2 separate regions of the Mus musculus genome follow, and region 2 is linked to region 1. The links are chromatin contacts, called in public HiChIP or PLAC-seq maps. All regions are on one chromosome and are shown on one strand. The core of a region is the stretch at or near the end of the contact, and the rest is flanking DNA. Distances in the headings are between cores, read along the strand shown. Region 1 overlaps Rasgrp1 (RAS guanyl releasing protein 1). Region 2 holds the start of Rasgrp1 (RAS guanyl releasing protein 1).

The links. HiChIP or PLAC-seq counts read pairs in DNA pulled down with a chosen protein or histone mark.
Region 2: a contact with region 1 is called in an H3K27ac HiChIP or PLAC-seq map of bone marrow-derived dendritic cells, with 2.8 times the contacts expected there. The contact joins the promoter of Rasgrp1 here to the enhancer-like site in region 1. A contact is called at or near these places in 3 of 39 promoter capture datasets (hippocampal neurons, macrophages and pre-B cells), 1 of 15 datasets of contacts at CTCF or cohesin (CD8 T cells), 28 of 484 Hi-C or Micro-C datasets (B cells, CD4 T cells, CD8 T cells and 17 more), 7 of 115 datasets of contacts at active chromatin or transcription factors (CD8 T cells, the SCID.adh cell line, Th17 cells and 3 more) and 3 of 9 other capture datasets (adipose tissue, liver and pancreatic islet).

The regions. Positions count from the first base shown.
Region 1 is chr2:117,301,858-117,307,013 of GRCm38.p6, reverse strand. It overlaps Rasgrp1 (RAS guanyl releasing protein 1), which reads left to right. Exons shown (of 17, transcript NM_011246.3): 3 at 1,131-1,236; 4 at 4,991-5,053. Among named protein-coding and RNA genes, the nearest start is that of Rasgrp1, 38 kb to the left of the region's middle. Within about 2 kb of position 2,858, at least 73 of the 459 cell types and tissues checked have an H3K27ac peak or open chromatin away from gene starts, as enhancers often do. A contact at or near this core is called in B cells, CD8 T cells, Th1 cells and 7 more, where this site is marked.
Region 2 is chr2:117,340,697-117,346,317 of GRCm38.p6, reverse strand. Rasgrp1 (RAS guanyl releasing protein 1) reads left to right here and starts at 3,441. Exons shown (of 17, transcript NM_011246.3): 1 at 3,441-3,643. The coding sequence starts at 3,609.

The DNA.
Region 1 (5,156 bases), core at 1,609-4,108:
AGTGCCACTCCCTGAACTGAGCATATACAAACCACCACAGACAGACAGACAGACAGATAGATAGATAGATAGATAGAAATAGATATAGATAGATCTACTTGTGGAGATAAGCATGAAATTGAAAGATGTTACACCAGAAGTACTGAACCACCAGCAGTCATTCCTTAGGTCCAATAAGTTAGGAGATAAGACTGAGAGACCAGAGAGCATCTTAGCCATGAGGGACAACTCACTCAGGAGGTAGAAAACAGGTCAAAGCAGAGAGGAATGAGAAAGAAACAACCTGAACTTCTTTCTCCTCCCATTCCTTGCTGGTTGTTTCAAAAGACTAAAGCCAAGTGGAGCCCAGCTAGCAAGTGTTACTGACTAATGAGATTCATGGTGAAAGTCAGTGAGTAGACAGGGTAGAAATAAGCAGCACAACCCCTGACATTCCATGCCATAGAAACAAAGGCAGTTCTGAAAAGCACGCCAAAGGGCATCTTTACCCTCCATGCTACTGTATAGAACACAGCTTGCTACCCAATGGGATGTGGAAATACGCAGCTAGTGGTGCTTTTTGCAAATCATCATGGCCCCTCAAAGTCCACCACCACTCTTCATATGTAATGTTTACTTTCATTTCACCACAGGGACCTTAGTAATAGGACAACTTGGACTTGAGAACCCTCACTTGCGTGTCCAAGGCCAGGAGACAGCCCTAGAAATGCACCCAACTAGCCATGTGCCTTTGTAAAACTTTTGAAAGATATTTATTCTAACTACATATTAATCCTGTGGCTTCCTACTCTGATGCTAGAGAAAGTCCCTCTCAACCCCCAATTGCATAAATGGTGGGTTCCATAAATCCCACAGCTACCTCTGCTTTCCATCTGGATGTAGACTTTATCCTTTGATAAGACACTATCACCTCTTGCTTCATAATCAATTAGGGATAGGCAAGGGGTACAGGAGGATGGTAAAATCCAGGAGGAAAGACAAGGTGAAGGTGCTGGCAGCTGAAAGAGCTGTGTTTGAACAGCCCTAAGCTGTCTGTCCCCTGGAGTTTTGAAAGAGGGTCAGGGTCCCACCCCCCACCCTACCCCCCATCTCTTTCTGAGAGACTCACATGCTGTTCTTTGCACTTTCAGATGCGGATGGAAACCTGTGTCGGAATAACCAACTGTTACAAGTCATGCTAACCATGCACCGGATCATCATCTCCTCAGCCGAGCTGCTACAAAAAGTCATGAATCTATATCCTTGGGCATCAGAAAGTATGCCGCTGCTTCAAGTGTGCTTTCATTTTAGTTAATTTGGAGTAAAAGTGAGCATTAAGTGCCTTTAACTCTCCCTGTAAGGATGTGGTTGTGTGTTTGAGCAATGGTGTGTGTGTGGTATGTGTGCACAAATCTGTGTGTTTATATATGTCTGCACCTGTGTGTGTAGTTTCCTTTAGGTAAGACAATATTATTTATGCAGATTTCTCTCTGTGGTAGATGGTCAAGAAAGTCAATATACAAATGCAGGTAACATTAATATCGCCTATTATTTTTTTAATCTTTCATTATACATTAGTTGCAAATTATATTCAGGCTGCACAGGCTTACCAGGACAACTGTGAATCCTGAATGGTGCATTTCTTGCGGGACTTCTTGTGAGTTCTTCAGCCCTCCTGGGCTCTGAGAAAAGGTTTAGCTACATGATCTGTACTACATTGCCTTCTTGGTCTAGACTGTATTACTAACTGTGGGCTAGTTAGACCTTGCTCGATGTGGACCTCTGTTGTGGGAAATATTAAAAATTGAACCCGCCAACTCTCTGCAAGACTTGATCATGCTCCCATGCTCCTGCCACCATAGATGCCAACTCTCTGCAAGACTTGATCATGCTCCCATGCTCCTGCCACCGTAGCTGCCAACTCTCTGGAGCTAGCCCCCTCAGCATCTGTCTAACTTGTCCTGCGAGCCACTAGTTCCCTCTCTGCTATAATCCCTTGTAACCAGCAGTCCCATACTCCAGTAGCCAAATAGATCCACCATCCTCACGGTTTAATAACCTGGTAAAATCAAGACTCAAGCTTATAGTTAATTAATTAGATTTATGTATCAATAAGATCACACTTTACAAGATGCCAATAAATAATTTCAGAGAAAATTGATAATGATAACGCTTTAACCCAATTATTATAAGCTTTTGATAACACCATGTCAGCCTCCATTCTTCTTCTCCCTCCTCCTGAGACCTCTCTGTCTCTGTAACTCTTCGGTCTGCCTCCCTTTTCCCTGTCCAATCACAAGCCTCCCCTGCAATAATGAAATTGGACAGGGAAAATCCTATGTCAGACCTCCTGTAGTAGGATATGGATGTTGCCTGCTTTCTCCTTCAAAATGCTGGTGATACTGTGAGCCATTGTCCTCAAAGGAAAAGTGCAGTCAGAAACATGAAACCAGTTAGCTAGCGCCTGAGGCCCAGGTCTCTGGGGCTGAGTCAGGACATGTGACTGTGCAAATCCTTTTCCAGGAAACACAAGAAACACTACAATCTGGCATAGAAAAAGGAAACACAACAGCCCTTCTCTGAACTGCCATAAAGCTGTATCTTCCATCTCAGAGACCCGTATACCAGGGTAGAGCGTTGGGAGGGCCACCTAATGAGAGATACTTGTGATGAGTAGACACCGCCTCTGCGGAGCGTTTCAAACCAATTCAACCTGTTTTTTTATGACTCTGTGCACCAGCAACTGTGAACAACACCAGCAATTAAGCACTCCTTCCTCAAAATGTGCTGGTCTCGGGACTACATGCACTTGAGTGGCCTCCTTTGGGGCACCGCTGGATGCTGTTTCTGCAGCAACCCCTACACTGCCCGCCCATCACATCCTCCACACTCTACCCCCGCCCCTCTGTGCTGTTGCTCAGACTTTCAGTGGCACCTGCTCCCCAGCCATGACACATTCAAATGTCCCTCATCTAAAAATAAACTCTTAACCCTGTTTCCCCTTTATTCGACTGTTAGGATTAGAAATTTGATGTGAAACCTTCTTAAATAGTCTGCCTTCACAATCTCCAATCTCTACTCCCACTAGCTGCTAAGCATGACTGCGGCTGCTACCCAAGCACTCAGACTTTCCTCTGCTGTTGCTGTGGCCTCCCAGCTGCCAGGCCCAGTGGACTTTGCTCATACCTTACAGAAGCACTGGACATCATGAGAGCCCATGCCTCTGAGGCCTTTCCCCAAGGACTTCTAAACCATACCCTCACATGCGCGCACGCGCACACCTCTTTTGAAAGAGCTAAGATTTCAATGTTAAGTCAAAGTGGCTGGTTTGTTTTGCAGTGTACCCTCCTCCCTTGCTTCCCAGTACTTTGTGCATAGGAGTTGTGTTTTCTACAGCCCTTGGTAGTCCTCATGCTTGGAAGCTTCCAAGCATCCTTCAGAAAGAGGAAGTCCCTGAGCCCTTGGCTGCTGGGCCATGGCAAAGGCAGCAGGCTCAAGACTGCTGCTTCTTGTTTAGGCAATGGTATTGTTGCCTACAATTGAAAATACAGAGCCAATGCAGAGTTGAAAAGAAACTGGTATGCTAAGAGGAGTTAGGGAAAACAAAAACACAAGGGGCAAGCTAACAAATACATCTGAATACATAAAATGTTAGCAGGACAAACCAGTCCAGACCTTCCAGAAAACAGCTTATGATAGACAAATGGAAACTTAAAAATTATCTCGGGCCTACAGATTGGTGGAGGACATCATTGTGTGAAACTACCCACAAAAGGTTTCTGAGTGAGAAGACCCTGTGTGCAAGTGTGCTCAGGGGAGAGATCACATGAGGACCTGGGAGGACCTGAGTGTGCACTTGCTCTAATTTCAAGGATATATTTAATAAGAGATAAATAATATTCACATTTAATTTCCAAATTAGTCCTCTATTTATTAAAATTACACATTTTTCCATAATTCTTTGTGTTTTCCAGTTTAGTTTGCTCACCTTTAAGGTTTACATTTTAGGTTTATCTTTCTTGAGCTGCAATTTATCCAATGGGTTAACATTATCTTAGGTATTCTAAAACTGAGCATAAAATAAGTAAGATTTAAACTTAAAACCACTTATCTACTGCACTTAAGTCAAATGTCTAACACTGAAGTTTCAAACCTGTGGGTCCAAGATGCTCAAAATCATTGAGGTATACATGATTTCAAAATGCACTTAGGCCTTCCTCATTAACACAACACTGTGGTTCTTGAACACCGCCTTTTCTGTGTTTAACTCAAAGTTTTCCAAAGGTTTCTAGTAGTTTCACACCTACTGAGAGAGGGCCGATTCCATTCCAGTTACGCGCTCTCAGCTGGTTGTTGCAATTATCCTGTCCCCATTGTTAAAAGAGAAAGAAGCCATAGCCTTGTGGGATAGACAGGGAGGTAGCTTGCTCTTCAGTATGTCAAGAAGAAAGATGTTAGGTCACACCGCATTCACCACTGGACTAGAGTTCTCATCTGATTCTTAAATAAACAAATATCCTTGCCTTGTACCTCAAAAGTCATTTAAACACCGGGATGTTCTTCTATTCTTTCAAAATATTCATAATTATAAAGACTGATACAATGCTCTTTGGTTGTATGATTTTGTATTGTTCCATCGCTTTGTCTGTCTTGCCAGGTAGTATACAAGGTTAGTCAACTAATGCCTACCGTGTGTGTGTGTGTGTGTGTGTGTGTGTGTGTGTGTGTGTGTGTGTGATGTTCATGGTATTGGTGTTAATTTTCAATGCATTTGAATACATATAGAGAGTTCTCTAAATCACTGCCTAGTTATGCATACATCAGTTACTATAAAAATTTTAAAAGACAAAAGGGATCTCTTTCTAACTCATTCATTCAGTTGGTCTCCTAGTCACTTGGGCATATACAAGAGGCAATTTGCCCACATTTTAGGGATTAACTTGATAAATACTTCCAAAGTATTTTATGGTTTCTATAATACAGCTTCCATTTTCCTTAACCATGACCCTACATATAAGGATGCCCTGGAAAAGAATTCTCCAGGAGTTTGCCTGAAGATCTGCTATTTTGTCAGGTAATGTGTCTGTGATCTGGAGACTGTGTGGCGTGAGATGGGATGAAAAGCTGCTGCCTACAATGTGTCTCCTGCTGGTCCTCCCTACCTCTCCCTCCCAGCC
Region 2 (5,621 bases), core at 2,192-4,691, 39 kb before region 1:
TTAGGGGAGGGGAATGAATAGGATCAAAACAGATCATATGAAAAAAACTAAGAGGCCCATAAATAAAACCAAAACCCACGGTTCAGGGGCTGGAGCAAAGGCACAATAGTGAAAGGCACTTACTACTCTTTTTTTTTTTTTTTTGTCTTTTTTTGATTTTTTTATTTTAATTAGGTATTTTCTTCATTTACATTTCCAATGCTATCCCAAAAGTCCCCCATCCCCTCCCCCACTTACTACTCTTGCAAAGGACCTGTGTTTGGTTCCCAACACCCACATAGTGGCTCAGAACTACTCCTAACTCCAGTTCCAGGGGATCCAACACCCTCTCCTGACCTCTGGGGGCATCAAGCATGCACAAGCTACATACACATACATGCAAGCAAACAAGGAAAACTGTGGAGCAACCAGCCACAGTCACATACATAATGAGGCCACGTACCCTTGCCTCAGAGACAGAACCATGGTCAGCAACTGGGCCATAATCTGACCCCGTTTCACCCTCTGTCTCTTCACTCTCCTCTAGAGCCCAGTGCCCCATGGATGCTGGCTTTTTCTTACAGAGCCAGCAACTTGACTTGGATACAGACCATGGGGGGGGGAGCTCATCTTGGACATTTCAAGGAGGATAGTGGTGTCCTAGCACTGAAGGGGCAATCTCTAGATGGGAGAGATTTTTAAAGTCACAACATATTTATATGTTCATTTATTTGCTGCCTTGGTTACTGTCCATGTACTAGACATGCGAGCTCATGAACACAAGGACCTTGCCTGTCTTGTTCTCTCCAAGACTCTCAGTAACAAGAACAGCATATGACACTAGGGAGACATCTGGTAATTATATCTTAAAAGGGCGATTAAGTCTTAGGCAATGCCATGTAGATTCCCCAAGCATAGCCAGTCATCAGGCCAGGTCAGAAGAAGGTGTGTATAGCCTGTACCCATGTCTGCCCTCTAGGGTAACCTGGGTATTCTAGATAGGCTGGGTATAACTCCACCTTTGTATGGTTACCAAGTAAGGAGAGATGGAAGGCAGAAGCAAGCACACAAGCAAAGGGCACGGCAGGAGTGATGAGAGTATAATGTGAGAAGTCAGGTACCCAGCAGACCACGGCTGGAGGCCAACCAGACAGGAGGGTCCATCCATGAGAGTACACAATGCTATGATATCTAACTCTCATTTTCTAGGTAATTGGAGGGGAGGGTGGTTCCTAAAGTTTGGAAACAGAGAAAGAACACAGTAGTGCAACCATGCAGTGGTGTAGGGGGTGGGGGGCGGTCCAGAGAAAGGAGATGTCAAAATTAGGGAATGCAGTCTACCCCATAGATCCAGGTGGGGGATGATGGGAATACACACGGGTTTGTGGCTTTGGAGACAGAAAGGAAGTGACAATACAAGGGAATGATGGAGAGAAATGTCTCTACTAGATGCCAAGTGTAGATACTCAGCGGACCCCTGTGGGTCATGTTGAAGCCATGAAAGAAAAACGAAACCACCTCACTTAAGCCTGGATCATATAGAAAAGCCAATGACAATTAAACCATTCCTCCAAGAAAAAAAACATATCCAGAAAGTAGGGCTGCGGTTGCAAAGGAGTCCCTCGGGTGAGCAAAAGGTCTGTGGACCTTCGTTAAGAACCCGATTGAGAAGAGGAAGAAAGACTGAGTGGATCCTGGCTGCCACAGAGACATGGGCTGTACCAGTGAGAAGGGAAGAAGCAGCAGGAAAGGGGGCAAGATGGGGTGGGAAGAAGGAGACAGTTGGTGCCCAGTTGGAAGTGCTTCATATGCACAGGAGACTGTGCACAGGACAGGAGGTGAAGAGGGAAAGGAAGCTGACATGAGTTTTAGAAGGTTAGGGGAGGCAGGTTGCTGAGGGAGGAGTAGGTGAAGCTCACGGGAGGTCTCAGGTGAGTACTATCTGGATCTATCACAAGTATTCCATCATTTTGGGAAAAGTAAGGGGGGCTCTCACCTCATCCAAAACTGCTCCCAGTGACGCCACCCTGCATACCGTCTTCATCTCTATGTTTGCCTGTATCTGTTCTGCCCTCATCCTGCATGACCCCGAGGTGACATCACTAATGCTCGGGAGTATCCTCAGGAGAAACGTCTTTTCAGGCTCTGTGACAAGAACCTCGGATCTTTTAAACATTTTTTTTCTGTTTCTTTTTGTTTTCTTCCTTTTTTGGGGGGTGGGGGTGGGGGTGTCTTTCATATGTAAGGAACTGAACTATGTAGACCTTCCTCTTGGGCTTGGCTGACCCCTTTGAAGCAAGTGTGTAGTAGATTCTGTTTTCCAAATGTGTAAGCATACATTGGTATGTAATTTTAGACTGCTCTCCACTTCTGGCCCCATTTTATCGGCCTTGTTTTGTTGCTGTTGTTTCTCATACTTATTTTTGTAGGTTGTGTATTCTTGTAAGTGATCCTGAATTCTTTTCTAGGACAACATTGCACATAAACATGAGGAAATGCACGCGTTATAGCAGAAGGAGGTCTTAAAGTCCAGAACGTTGTGGCTGGGAAGATCACGGGATGTGATAGCAATAACGAGGGTGTTATTAGGCCAGTCCAGCAGGGACTTAGAGACGCCAGGCAGAGCTCAGTCTGGGCCACCTCTCTTTTCGGTTTACTGGCTGTGAGAGCCTGGTGTTCTCTAAATCTTACGCAGTGCCCTCTTTGCGTTTGGAGGGGTGGCTTAACGAGGTAACATGTAGGAAACAGCACTGGATCAGCATTAGCTGTTGGTATTACCGTGGCCATGTTCCAGACAAGTAGCAGGTAGGTCTCCCCTCTTGGCCAGGTCTGCTGGCACGCTGACATTGCAAGAAAGCCCCTCCCCTAGCCTTCCACTCCCACTTGGCTCTCTTGGTCTACCACACCCACAAACTCCCAAGCAGCAGCCTCTAACCTGACAGCTCACCTCCACACCCACCGCCTCCTCCGTAGTGCAGTGCACACAGCTAAGTCTTCTCTTTTTTTAAATATGCCAAAGAGAACTAAGTGCGTAGTAGTTTAGGGGGGTTCTGCCTTCCTTGCCCAGACCCGACTGTGTACCCTCACTGATACATACAAGACAGTCCTGCCATCCGGGAAAGGGTCTCAGCAGAGCCCCCACCCCCACCCCCCTAGGGGACTCGTAGCCTTGGGTGGAGGCAACTCTTCGCAAGGCTCTAGCTTTGTCAATTTCGGGGCAACTCACTCTGCACCCCTCGGACCTAACTCTTGGGCTGGGAGAGATGAATGGCAGGCGGGGATGAAGGGAGACGCTAGGGCGGCGCAACTCCTCGGGGCGCTACCAAGTAATGGGGGCAGGATTCGAAGAAGAACTGAGGGCGCCCCACGTTTCCTCCAGCCTGATGATAACATCAACGCCTGTCAGGTGGTTGGTGCGAGAGAGTGTGTGCGCGCGCGGGAGCGAGCGTAGGGAGCGCGCTCGCACAAACTTTGTGCCTGCGGGTGAGCCTGGGTCGGCTCGCCGGGCTCCAAGAGTGGTCGGCTCCGGGCTGCGAGGGCCAGCGGCGGCCGAGGGATGCGCGGCGCCCGGCCGAGCCGATCCCACCGCTCTAGGTGAGACGGCTCCAGGGGCGCAGAGAGCCGCGACCATGGGAACCCTGGGCAAGGCGAGAGAGGCTCCGCGGTGAGTAGCTGCGTCTCCTCGGAGAGCGCTGCACCTCTACTGGGGAAGGATAGCTGAGCGGTGTGCCCTGTGGTCCTCTCCAGTGGGTACCAGGAGGGACTAGACGACCAGGGCGCCTCCCTCGGAGGAGAGTTGCCTACAGGGGTAGACCATGATCGGGGACCTGGGAGCCAGGTCAAGATAGGCGTGATACAGACAACCTCAGAGTCCAGCACACCAGGTCGGGAAGAAAGAGTTGGGGTTGCTGGGGTGGCGAGGCCACAGGTCACCTGGGCAGATCTGGAGTGGTCTGAGCCCAGCCAAACCTTTCACCTACCCAGCGCCCACAACAGTCGACCTCCCTGGATGCTCTCGGTCTGGGCACCCCCCGGGAACTCCCACTCGCACACTTTCCGTGCCCTTGGCACCCGCTGCGGGCGCGGGTCTAGGACAGCGCCACCTTGCGGACTCTCCTGGCCTTTCAGGAGCGACTGGCGGCAATGGCTGCAAGCGGAGGTGGCAGTGCTTGGCTGCCCTTTGAGGAAAAAGAAGTTTCCAAATCAATGGTCTATGAGTCTACACCCCTCCCCTTATACTCTACAGAGATGTTTGGGAGACGGAAGGTGAAGGAAGAATGGCTATGAACAGTCTATCTCTTGGGCAGCAATAAGGAGCCTGGGGTGGGGGTTGGAGGGATGTCAAGAAATTTAGTGTTTGTCCTCAAAACACCAGGACCCCGTAACTGCCTGGACACCACTTAGCCTTTGTTAGGGCCGAGAACGTTGTGTCCTTCACAACGCCATTCACGTGGACTCCGATATGACGGCACCATGCCTGATCTGTAACTATGCCCATTAAAATTCCCTGTTGGGCCATATCATCCCCTGAGTGTTCTCAACCTTACCTTGCGCTACACTATAATGGGTTAGTCCATTGAATTAACTCTGCATTATTGGCGGTGTGGGGCAGGACTGGAAGCTACACTCAGCAGAAATGGCCCTGTGAAAGCTGCCTTTTCTTATAAACAACTATGAGATGTCCCGGCCCTCCTCTGTTTCCTCCTTTGCCCTGTGGATAACTGTGCCTGGAGACTAAGTCCCCCAAATCGGTTCATACTTCGAAACCTCTCCCCAGGCTCTGTGGGGTGGGGAAGGCAGACGCTAACTACTGCAGGGCTGAGAAAACATCTTGAAGTTACTGGGTTTCTTTCAAGCTTTTGTTTTTGCTGTTATTGTTGTTATTTTGTTTTATTTAATTCATAAGTTTAACTGGAAACGTGTGGCTACTGCCCTTTAAAATCATGACTTTGTAGAATTAGAGGCTGTTCACTCTTCAGATGGTTAAAGCACTCTCAAAGTTGCCTATCATAAAGCACTGTAAAAATCCTTACCTACAACCATCTCACCAAGAGGTGGAGGGAGGGGAGAGGGCAGAGGACGTGAAGCGGGGATCTAGCTTGGTGAAGAGTGTTTGCCTGGCATGCAACAATCCTGACTTTGGTCCCTAGCATCATGTAAGAAAGAAATTAAGATATTTCTTTTAATTCCTTTGGTTGCATCTTGGTGGAGTGATAGGATTGTTCGTTTTCAATCAGGTATGATGGGGGCATATTTGCAATCCCAGCACTGAATAGAAAAGACTAATACAGAGTTTCAAGCCACATAGTAAGACCCCTGTCTCACAAAAAGAAAAACAAAACAAACAAACAAACAAAACCAAAACAAGCTAAAAAAAATTCTTTTTAAAAAAAATGTAAAGAAAGAAAGAAAAAGAGAATGTGACCTGAGAGTTTTTCCAGGGCAAGCAGTCAAGAGACTAGACAAAGCTTACATGTGCACAGAGTGCTGTTGGCTTTTAACACTTTGCCTTCCCTAGTTTCTCATGCCCTCTGAATTGCTCCTCACTGGGCTAGGTTTAGGTAGTTGTCTTTTTTCTAGGAAGGGAAGGGAGCCAAGCTAGGAAGTGTGGCTTGGTGCTAAGGAAGCTGGCTGCTAACCTG